Linked DNA regions of Hordeum vulgare: region 1 is linked to region 2. Evidence: chromatin contacts called from public Hi-C data. All regions are on one chromosome and are shown on one strand. The core of a region is the stretch at or near the end of the contact, and the rest is flanking DNA. Distances in the headings are between cores, read along the strand shown.

What was found. Hi-C and Micro-C count contacts between places; a contact is called where the count stands out from the background.
Region 1: a Hi-C map of seedling shows a contact between it and region 2, with 4 times the contacts expected there. The contact joins the promoter of LOC123408778 here to the promoter of LOC123410304 in region 2. A contact is called at or near these places in 3 of 6 Hi-C or Micro-C datasets (leaf and seedling).

What each region holds. Positions count from the first base shown.
Region 1 is chr7H:154,355,841-154,360,197 of MorexV3_pseudomolecules_assembly, forward strand. LOC123408778 (protein RADIALIS-like 4) reads right to left here and starts at 2,914. Exons shown (of 2, transcript XM_045101822.1): 1 at 2,347-2,914; 2 at 569-992. The coding sequence starts at 2,639. The coding sequence ends at 992.
Region 2 is chr7H:154,142,346-154,146,821 of MorexV3_pseudomolecules_assembly, forward strand. LOC123410304 (achilleol B synthase-like) reads right to left here and starts at 1,974. Exons shown (of 18, transcript XM_045103225.1): 1 at 1,682-1,974. The coding sequence starts at 1,879.

The sequences.
Region 1 (4,357 bases), core at 1,664-4,163, 210 kb after region 2:
TTTTCCAATTCCCAAGCATTTTTGTTAGTCAGAGTAATTTTTAAATGCATAAACTCAGATTTTTGAATATCTTAAAAAATTGGAACATTAAAAAAATGTTATTTTGATATTTTGCAAAAAATAAGAACAAAATTATAAAATGTGAATTTAGGAGAAAATAAAAAATTAAATATAAAACAAAAAAGTCAGAAAGAAACATGCAGGGAACAAAGCAGGTTAAGGAACCTTCTAGGAGGTTCCCAAAACTGGTAGAAAAACTGTATAATAAAAACACTATGTAGGTAATGGACCGGCCAACTCCCCTGTGCATTTTACTGAAGGATATAAAAGTTTCAGCTGCTTGCTATACAGCGAGCGTCGTATAGGAATTCCAGGAACAGCCGGCTGCAAATCTGACTGAAGGATAGAAAAGTTTCAGCTGCCTGCTATACAGCAAAACCGTGAAGGTTTGCGTGGCGCCACTTCTATTTTCTGGGACTCTTCATGAAAAGGGAGAGCGGGAGAAATTCCCTACAGCGCCCCAGTCCAAAACCAAAAACGTCAGGACGACAGAAGTCGGCACCGGCAATAAGTAATCCGTAGACTAGAATTTCCATCAGACAGTATATAAATCAGGTAACAGATTCGACAGAGAGACAGACCACTACGCCAAGATGCAAGCGCCCGTCGCGTCCGATAGCCGGGGACATGCATGGATCGTGGTGGGTCATATACACGTAGACAATGGGTACAAAATATACGAAAGATACAGCTCCGATGCGGGGCTTGATTATGTCCCGGACTTTTCCTTCTCGTCGTCGTCGTCATCATCATCGGAGAGCGCTAGCTATAGCTACTTTAGGTACATGACCGGATCACCATCACCATGGGGTCATGTGTATCTAGTAGTGTAGATAGTACTGGTGGAAAGGGAGGAGGCTAGCCGTGCTCGAGGGCCGTTTAGGTCCTTCTTGCACCAGCCCATCCATCACTGGGTCTTGAGGTACCATGGCCTGGAAAAAGGAGAGAGTAAACCGAGGGTTACTATAGCCTGGATTTAATGGCTGAGAATAATGGAATTCACAAACGAAATAGAAATGCTTGGCTCACAGTATAACAAGTCTGAATGTTCCCTGTAAAGGAAGAGATGCCGACAGAAACAAAGAAGATTGGAAATAACATGTAGAAGCAGATCTATTCTAGTCTAGGGGCAGGAGGAAGAGACCTAAGATTGGAATTTGTCCTGTACGTCCATACGCCAAAGGAGAGAACAAAACATCACCTGTTCAGAGGAGGAGCGGCCCTTTATGCCCGTCGAAAGGACAGCAAGCTTTGAGGGACTGTGCCCGCATGCTTTACGCGCAAACCTTAGGCAAAAGCATGCTCTAGCTGCCTGCTTCCTACACTTTTTTTGGTATTCCGGACAAATTAGCATCCCGTCCCAGCTGCCGTTTACGCTTTTTTTGCCAATTAAGGGTATATGGTGTGGTTAAAACATAACCCTAGAACCCTAATAAAGACGCGCTGCCATTGAGGTTTGTTATCAGATGGAGTGTAGGATATACTCTGATGCTGTCCTTTCCTCACCGTTTCTATAAGACAAACTGGTAAATCCAGAAAAATAACTCTGTGTCAATAACGTACATGGAAGATGGAATATGAGGTGATCGGTTAACCAAGATTGTCTTGGTCATGTTTAAAGTATATGACTGAATAATTGCTGAATAACCGTCAGAGATTACACAAAAAAGAAGATGATAATGCTTTCAGAAACCAATGATTTGCCTTTATGACCGGTTTGACTGAGTTGCAACTGGCAAGTAGTAGTACAATTGATGCTCTAAGCAAGTTAGTCTCATTAAAAGTTTAACCAGATTTAATAATATTGATCAAAAAGGGCTCCTAGAAATACACCGCGAGGAGTTCATGCCTTCCTTAGGGGAAACAAGCTTTAAGGACGATAATGCAACATGATCACAAAAAGAATATAATATTTGTTCAGAAAACGCAAATGCTAGCACGTGCGAGCATGTAACTAGCTTCTCATATGAATACTCCCTCCGTCCTAAAATTCTTTTCTTAAGTTTGTCTAGAAATGGAGATGTATCTAAATACTAAACCATGACTAGATACGTTTATATCTAAACAAATTTAAGACAAGAATTTTGGGACCGAAGGAGTAGTAGAGAAGTCAATGCTATTTCATTTGCATGACCATAGATTCAGTTGGGAGAACATACGTCTTTCCGGAAGGCCTTTCTTAGAAAGCTAGCATGATCAGTAGTAGAGGGTGGCCACTTAATTATGTGATGATGCATGCATGGATGGAACAGTCCATAACTGAGGAGATTCAGAGAGACTACTTACTACCTCGGCTGCTCGCTGCTGCCACCGCGGCTGGAACCGCCCTTGGCGTTGTTGCTGCTGCTGCCGCCGCCGGCGCGGTTTTCCAGCTCCCGGTAGTACCTTACCATCTCTTTCAAGGCCGGCTCTTCCACGTCATTTTGCAGCTTCGCGAAGTGCTTCATCACATCCTCCACCGACTTGCCGTCCCCGACCGCCCGCGCCACGTTCTGCCACCTGTCTGGCGTGTCCTTGTCGTACTTGGCCAGCGCGTCCTCGAATACCTTGTTCTGCTTGAATGTCCACGATGAACTCATGCTTGAGTGGGCTCTGGCTTCTCAACAAGAAAGAAAGCTAAGGTAGATTGGAATGGCTACTGTTACTACTACTATTGCTGCTGCTGCTACGGTTGCTAGATCACCGGCAATGTTTTGCTTGTGTTTGTATGCAACAAGAATGAGGGCAGTGGTGTAGCTTATATAGTGGGAGAAGAGGCTAGTTGGAGAATAATGCTTGGGCATGCTAGCAGTACCAGTAGGCAAATCAGCGACAAGCTTGCATAGGAGCCACAAGAAGAAAGAAAGAAAGAAGGGAGAGGAGAGATTTCGTTTCATATTTTCATGGTACGAAATGAAATGCCGGCGAGAATCTGCATCACCTCCTCGGGTCTGCTGGAGGAGGGGGGAGGCCCCTTTCATCTCTTTTTGTTTCCCTATCTCCAGTGAGACTACTTGGTTCCTTTGCTCATTGTCAGAGGCCTCTAATACTTTAAGCAGGCTAATGACTACTATGATTAGTAATTACCATAGGCTAAATATACCTGAAGCATCTGCTGAACATGCAGAAATGGTAAGGTGATTATTCTTTCGACTGTTGAAGCTTTAAGGGAGGAATACAATACAACTATTATATATTATCACTGTCTATCACTAGAAAAATGTTTTTGAATGATGCCCAAATGGGTTGTCTTGGCTGGACTCTTAAACATTCGAACATTTATACGCGATACAGTATTTAAATAAGTCGGTACACCCCCTTACAAACTATATAAAGGAAATATGAACCTTTCACATCAATTTCCGTATGTACGATAGATCTACTACATATACGCCTTTGGCCGGGCCAAATACACCATTTTGTTGTCTTCTATTAAAGTTCAAAAATTATGCTCCTACTTTCTTGTCTTCTACTATTAAAGTTTAAAAATTATGCTTCTACCAAGGTTTGAACTCCAAACCTATAGCCAACATGCAAGCAGCAACAACCAACAGGACACATTAGTTAATACGAGAAATCCAAGTATGATATGTCTCTTGTATAAAAATCACAGCGGTTTCACTATTTTTGTTTAATTTTGCCTATCAACTCATTTTTCTTTCGTATTTCTTTTTCACCCTATTTCCGTTTTTAAAATTCGTGATTTTTAAATATCTTGAACTTTTCTTAAATTCATTTTCTCCTTTTTGATATTTATTATTCTTTTGAAACTTATTCAATAAATTGAAAAATAGTTTAGAATACCAAAATTACGGTTTAATTTATGCACAATTTTGGAATTTCCAATTATGTATGAAATTTTTAAAAAATTTAACAGATTTTCCAAAGTTGTTAACAACTTCCCAACAATTTAGGGTTTAGAATACCAGAATTACGGTTTAAGTAATAGTTCATCAATTTTTAAAATAACAGATCATCAAATTTATAAAAAAAATATTAACTTTCAATAAAAGTTCGCCTATTTGAGGAATAGTTCACGAATTTCGAAAAATAAACTTCATCAATTTGTGAAAAAAATCACCTATTTTGAAGAAAAATTGACGAACTTGAAAAAATTATCATTTTTAAAAACAAATGGTGTGAGGTTTGAAAAGCTAACGCATTTAGAAAGGAAAAGGAAATCAAAAAAATAAAAAATAAAAAATAAAGAGAAAAAGAAAACAAAACAGAGAATACATTCCTAGAGTTGTTTATTAGGATAAAAAACAATTATAACATGTGAGATGTTGTTGCCTAGTTGGTTACTGCAGTTGTGTTA
Region 2 (4,476 bases), core at 724-3,223:
GGCTGAATATGAAAAAATTAAATTCATATTTTATGTTTCAATCTTCTCAAAAAAATACAGATATACTTAGAGACATGATTTCCATGTGTGTAAATTTTTAGAACAAAATACGTACAAGTAAGAGCTACACAAAAATATGTGTGGTTTTTTAGCACATGCACTATTCATCCTCAAAGTCCATGATTTTTTTTCTTTGCACAACTCGCATTTCAAGGTATTTCATTTTGAAATATTACACACATACACATCACATCCTCGTATACTTGAACAAATGTTTTTGGAACCAAAAATTTTGAATTTTAAAATTTTCAAAAAAATTGGCCTCCATGAAGCTCGGCTTCCAAAACGCCCTATTCGCATTTCTTTTTTCCTTTTTAAATGTTATATAAATACCTTCATGAATGTGTAATTATTTAAATGATCTTCACAATGTATAGTAAATCTTGTCTTTCAGGAAGATATTTAATCCCTGTGAGTACTATTAGCACTTCCTCCCGGTTTTTGTTTACTATACATGTTAGCTCTGTCAAGTCAAACTTTTTAAATTTGACCAAGTTAATAATAATATGTTGACATCTACAATAACAAATCAATACCATTAGATTCATCGATGAATATATTTATATGCTCATTATTTGAAATTTCATACTATAAACTTGATCAAATGTTATCAAGTTTGACTTATGGCAAAACTAATATATAGAGTAAACAAAAATAGAGGGGGTATCTAAAAAGTTTCTTACTTAAACTTGTACTGCTGATATATTTTTATTACATGTCATTTAGTTTGCTTCGTCATTCTACTTGTATTAGTATTTCCAGATTCATTAACTCTGCCCGAAGTCAAAGGATGCCACTATATATTCTTAAATGAGTAAAATACACTGAAGGTCTTAAAAGTATTTCAAGTGTGTTAAGTAGATCATAAAGTTTGATACCGTTCACCGCTGGTCCTAAATGTGTGTAAATCGTTCACTGCAGGTCTTAAAAGTATTCCAAAGTGTATTAAGTAGGTCTTAAAAGTGAACGATTTTAAACTTTTAGAACCTACTTGACACACTTGAAATATTTTTAGGACCTTTGGTGTATTTTACTCTTCTTAAATCATGTACTGTTGTGACGACTTCTAAACTTTGTCACGGGCCAGCTGACCCTAACGAATTTAGGTAAAGTATACATTAAGTTGTTGTTAATCAAAGAACGATTAGTGCTGAACCCATGTAATATATGAAGGTGATCCCATTGGAAAATTTGGCTGGATTGGCCCATCGTCATACCGGATTTCCGGCGATTCAGAAAACTGAACCACACACCTCATCACGAAAAAGGAAGATGGAAAATTAAAACAGTTAAATTATCTTCCAAGGAAAAAAAAAAGCAGTATTTTCACAACTCACTAGAACCACAGCAGCATGGCCATGGAGTGAACGTGCCCATCTAGGACGTGCAGGCCCATTTAATGCTCAATCGTACTTTTTCCATGCAATTGTGCCTATATTTAGGTTCCTATATATGGATAGTTTATGTCGTTTTCGTCTTGATATGGCTGCAAAATGCATGATGATGCTACTACTACTATGATCTGACTGGTGTCCTGATATTGTACTTTGCACGCGTGCAGATAGCTGGACATATCAGTGCATGCATATGCATGAGCATGACCATCTACTAGTGTGTATACCTGCATGCGCATAAGAAGATCCTGCGACTCCTTCTTCTGGAAACGGCGGTGCGTGAACTCCCGGCGCACCCTCTCCACCTCGGCGCGCTCCTCCGGCGTGCCGTAGTCGGCGTCGAACTCCCACACCGCCCTGCCGAGGAAGTTGTTCACCGACCGCAGCCACGGGCCGCCACCCTCGGACACCTTCAACCTCCACATCTCTCTCTGGACTCTGGACTAGCTGAACTGAGCTGAGCTGAGGTGAGATGAGCTCACAAAGTGCTCGATCACTATCGCCAACCCCAAACACTCTGCGCTTGTGATGGAGAGCCATGCAGCCCCCATGGGGTCCTGTTTATACGGGCCGGCGCGGTTTGGAAAAGTCTATTTTAAACCCTAAACTCATGAAGATCCAACGAAATGAACCCTTAAGTCAAAATCCCGATTCATTGCACCTGAACTATGTCATTCCGGTCTAAATCAAACGTTCGGATCATTTTTCAAATGAGAATTGTTGACGTGGCAAAAGATGATCGGAATTGGGCGGCCCAGTTCACGATAACGCGTGCTACACATTGTTTTGCTTCAGGTTTTTCGTTTGTTATTTTTTTTATTTTTTATTTTTTCTGGTTCTTTTTTCCTTTTCCTTTTATTTTTATTTCTTGTTTCTATTTATTTTTATTTCTTCTTTCTTTTCTTGTTACCGTTTATTATCTCCTGCTCCATCCGTTCCAAAATAAACGTCTTAACTTTATACTAGCTTTAATATAAAACAGTATTAAGTTTAAGATAATTATTTTGAAACGGAGGGAGTATTATATTATACAAAGTTCATTGTGTGTTGTCAAAATGTTTATTACATATTTAGGAAATGCTTTTGAAATTAGTTTAGTTATATATTACATAAATGTTTAATGTGTATTCAAAATTTGTTCAATGTATATTATAAATTGTTTAATACGTGTGTCTAGCAAAAACGTCTGCTCGCCGGCGTTCGTTGATGTGAAGTTGTACTTCAATGTCATAGCTCATGTCGTTGACGCACTAGCGTCCGTGTGATGTACTAGTACGTGCGTGCGTTATGCCATGTACTACTGGCTGTGATGTGCATGATCTAAACTTGGGCATATCCTGGGCCTGACCCGACCCGGGTTTTTCGGGCCAGGCTCGGGCCGGGCCGCCGGGCCGTGCTGTCCATGCCTAGGTGTAGCGTGATCTAGCGGAGCTAGCATTGGCTGGCTGCATGCGTGAGCTAGCTTCGAATGGTCGAGCGTGTGGTCGCTTCGGCTCGCTCCATCTGATCACTGTGTGCCTGATCGTTGTGATGTGCCTTGCGTGTCGCACTATATGAAAATTTTGTCGCACTGCGTGAAATACTTAAAAAAAGTTAATCGTTTCAGAAAAGATTAACGAATTTAAGAAAAAAAGGAAAATAAAAAATAAAAAAAGAGAAGGAAAGTAAAGAAAGAAATTAAATTTTCAATACTTTTTTTCTTATTTACAAGATTGAAATTTTAATTTATTTTGTATATATATTATTTTCTTATTTACATTTTTTATTTTTGATCAAATAAAATTTAAGTGGGCTGGTCCAATAGGGAGTAGGATGTACGTCCTTTGATTTTTTTAACGAAGAAGTTAAAACGAACCGGTCCATCTGACGAATTTCAGTTGATACATCATTAAAGTTTAATTTAAACCGGAGTATAGTTTAGGATACAGTGGAGCGGCATTTTGACTTGAGATTCATTTGGCCAATCAATACAAATTAATGTTTAAATTGGACTTTTCGGGCGGTTTGGTGAAATGAAGCTGCTGCGCCTCCTGCCTGCCACCCAACTTCATTAAGTGATGTGATGGCCCTCAAAACCTTGCACAGCAGCACAAGTCGGCCATTAAGGGGATATTTATTGGGCACGCATTATTTGATGCCGTGGGGCACGCTTGAGTAGTAAACTGACTGCTAGCGTGTCGCGCTCTGTGGCGACCGCTACAGGGCCGGGGTTTGATCACCTCCCGTTGCACTGTGCATTTTGCGGCAGCCCAGTTCTGATAAGGCTGCTCATAGTGGGGGAGTGGGGAGTAACTAAGAGTAGTAACATGATGTTGTTATTAGTCTATGTTACTACCTTCATAATGGGGAGTAACATACATGTGGTGTCATGCAAACAAACATTTATTAGGTTGTAGACACATAGTGCATTGAAATATGTGATGTGATGGTAACTAGCTATGTTACCACTACCATCTCTCTCCACATTAAATACTTGCCACGTCAGATTTTTTGCCCACGTGACGTTGATGTTACTACTTAGTTACTCCCCATTATGACTAGTCTAAGGTCGACACGCACGTACCGCAATCAATGCAATCACGCCTCAAAAAAATGGCAAACAATATCGTAATCAACAACCTGACTCTCCTTAGTTTTTCCATATTGCGGCCTGTACTAATACCACGGAAAGCTACTACGATGCCGGAATCCAGAGATAGCAGTACTACTGTACATCACCCTTGCGGAATACTGGTACCATGACGGGTACTCGTACTAGTCGGTGCATAGGGCGCTCTATGAACTTAATGTGGGTCGCCCGGGTATTAATTAGCGTCCATAATGAAGAATGGGTACGATGAGTGACATCATGGCTTATTTTATTGCTCTCAAGTACTCCATCGGTTTATAAAATGGAGTAAATGGTGATTAAATAAAATGCAAGAGGAAATAAACGTAAAACGAAACTTCAAATAAATTCGAACATTCATCTTGTAAAATTAAATAAATAAAATGTAAGTAAAAAATCAACCCCAAAAATGAA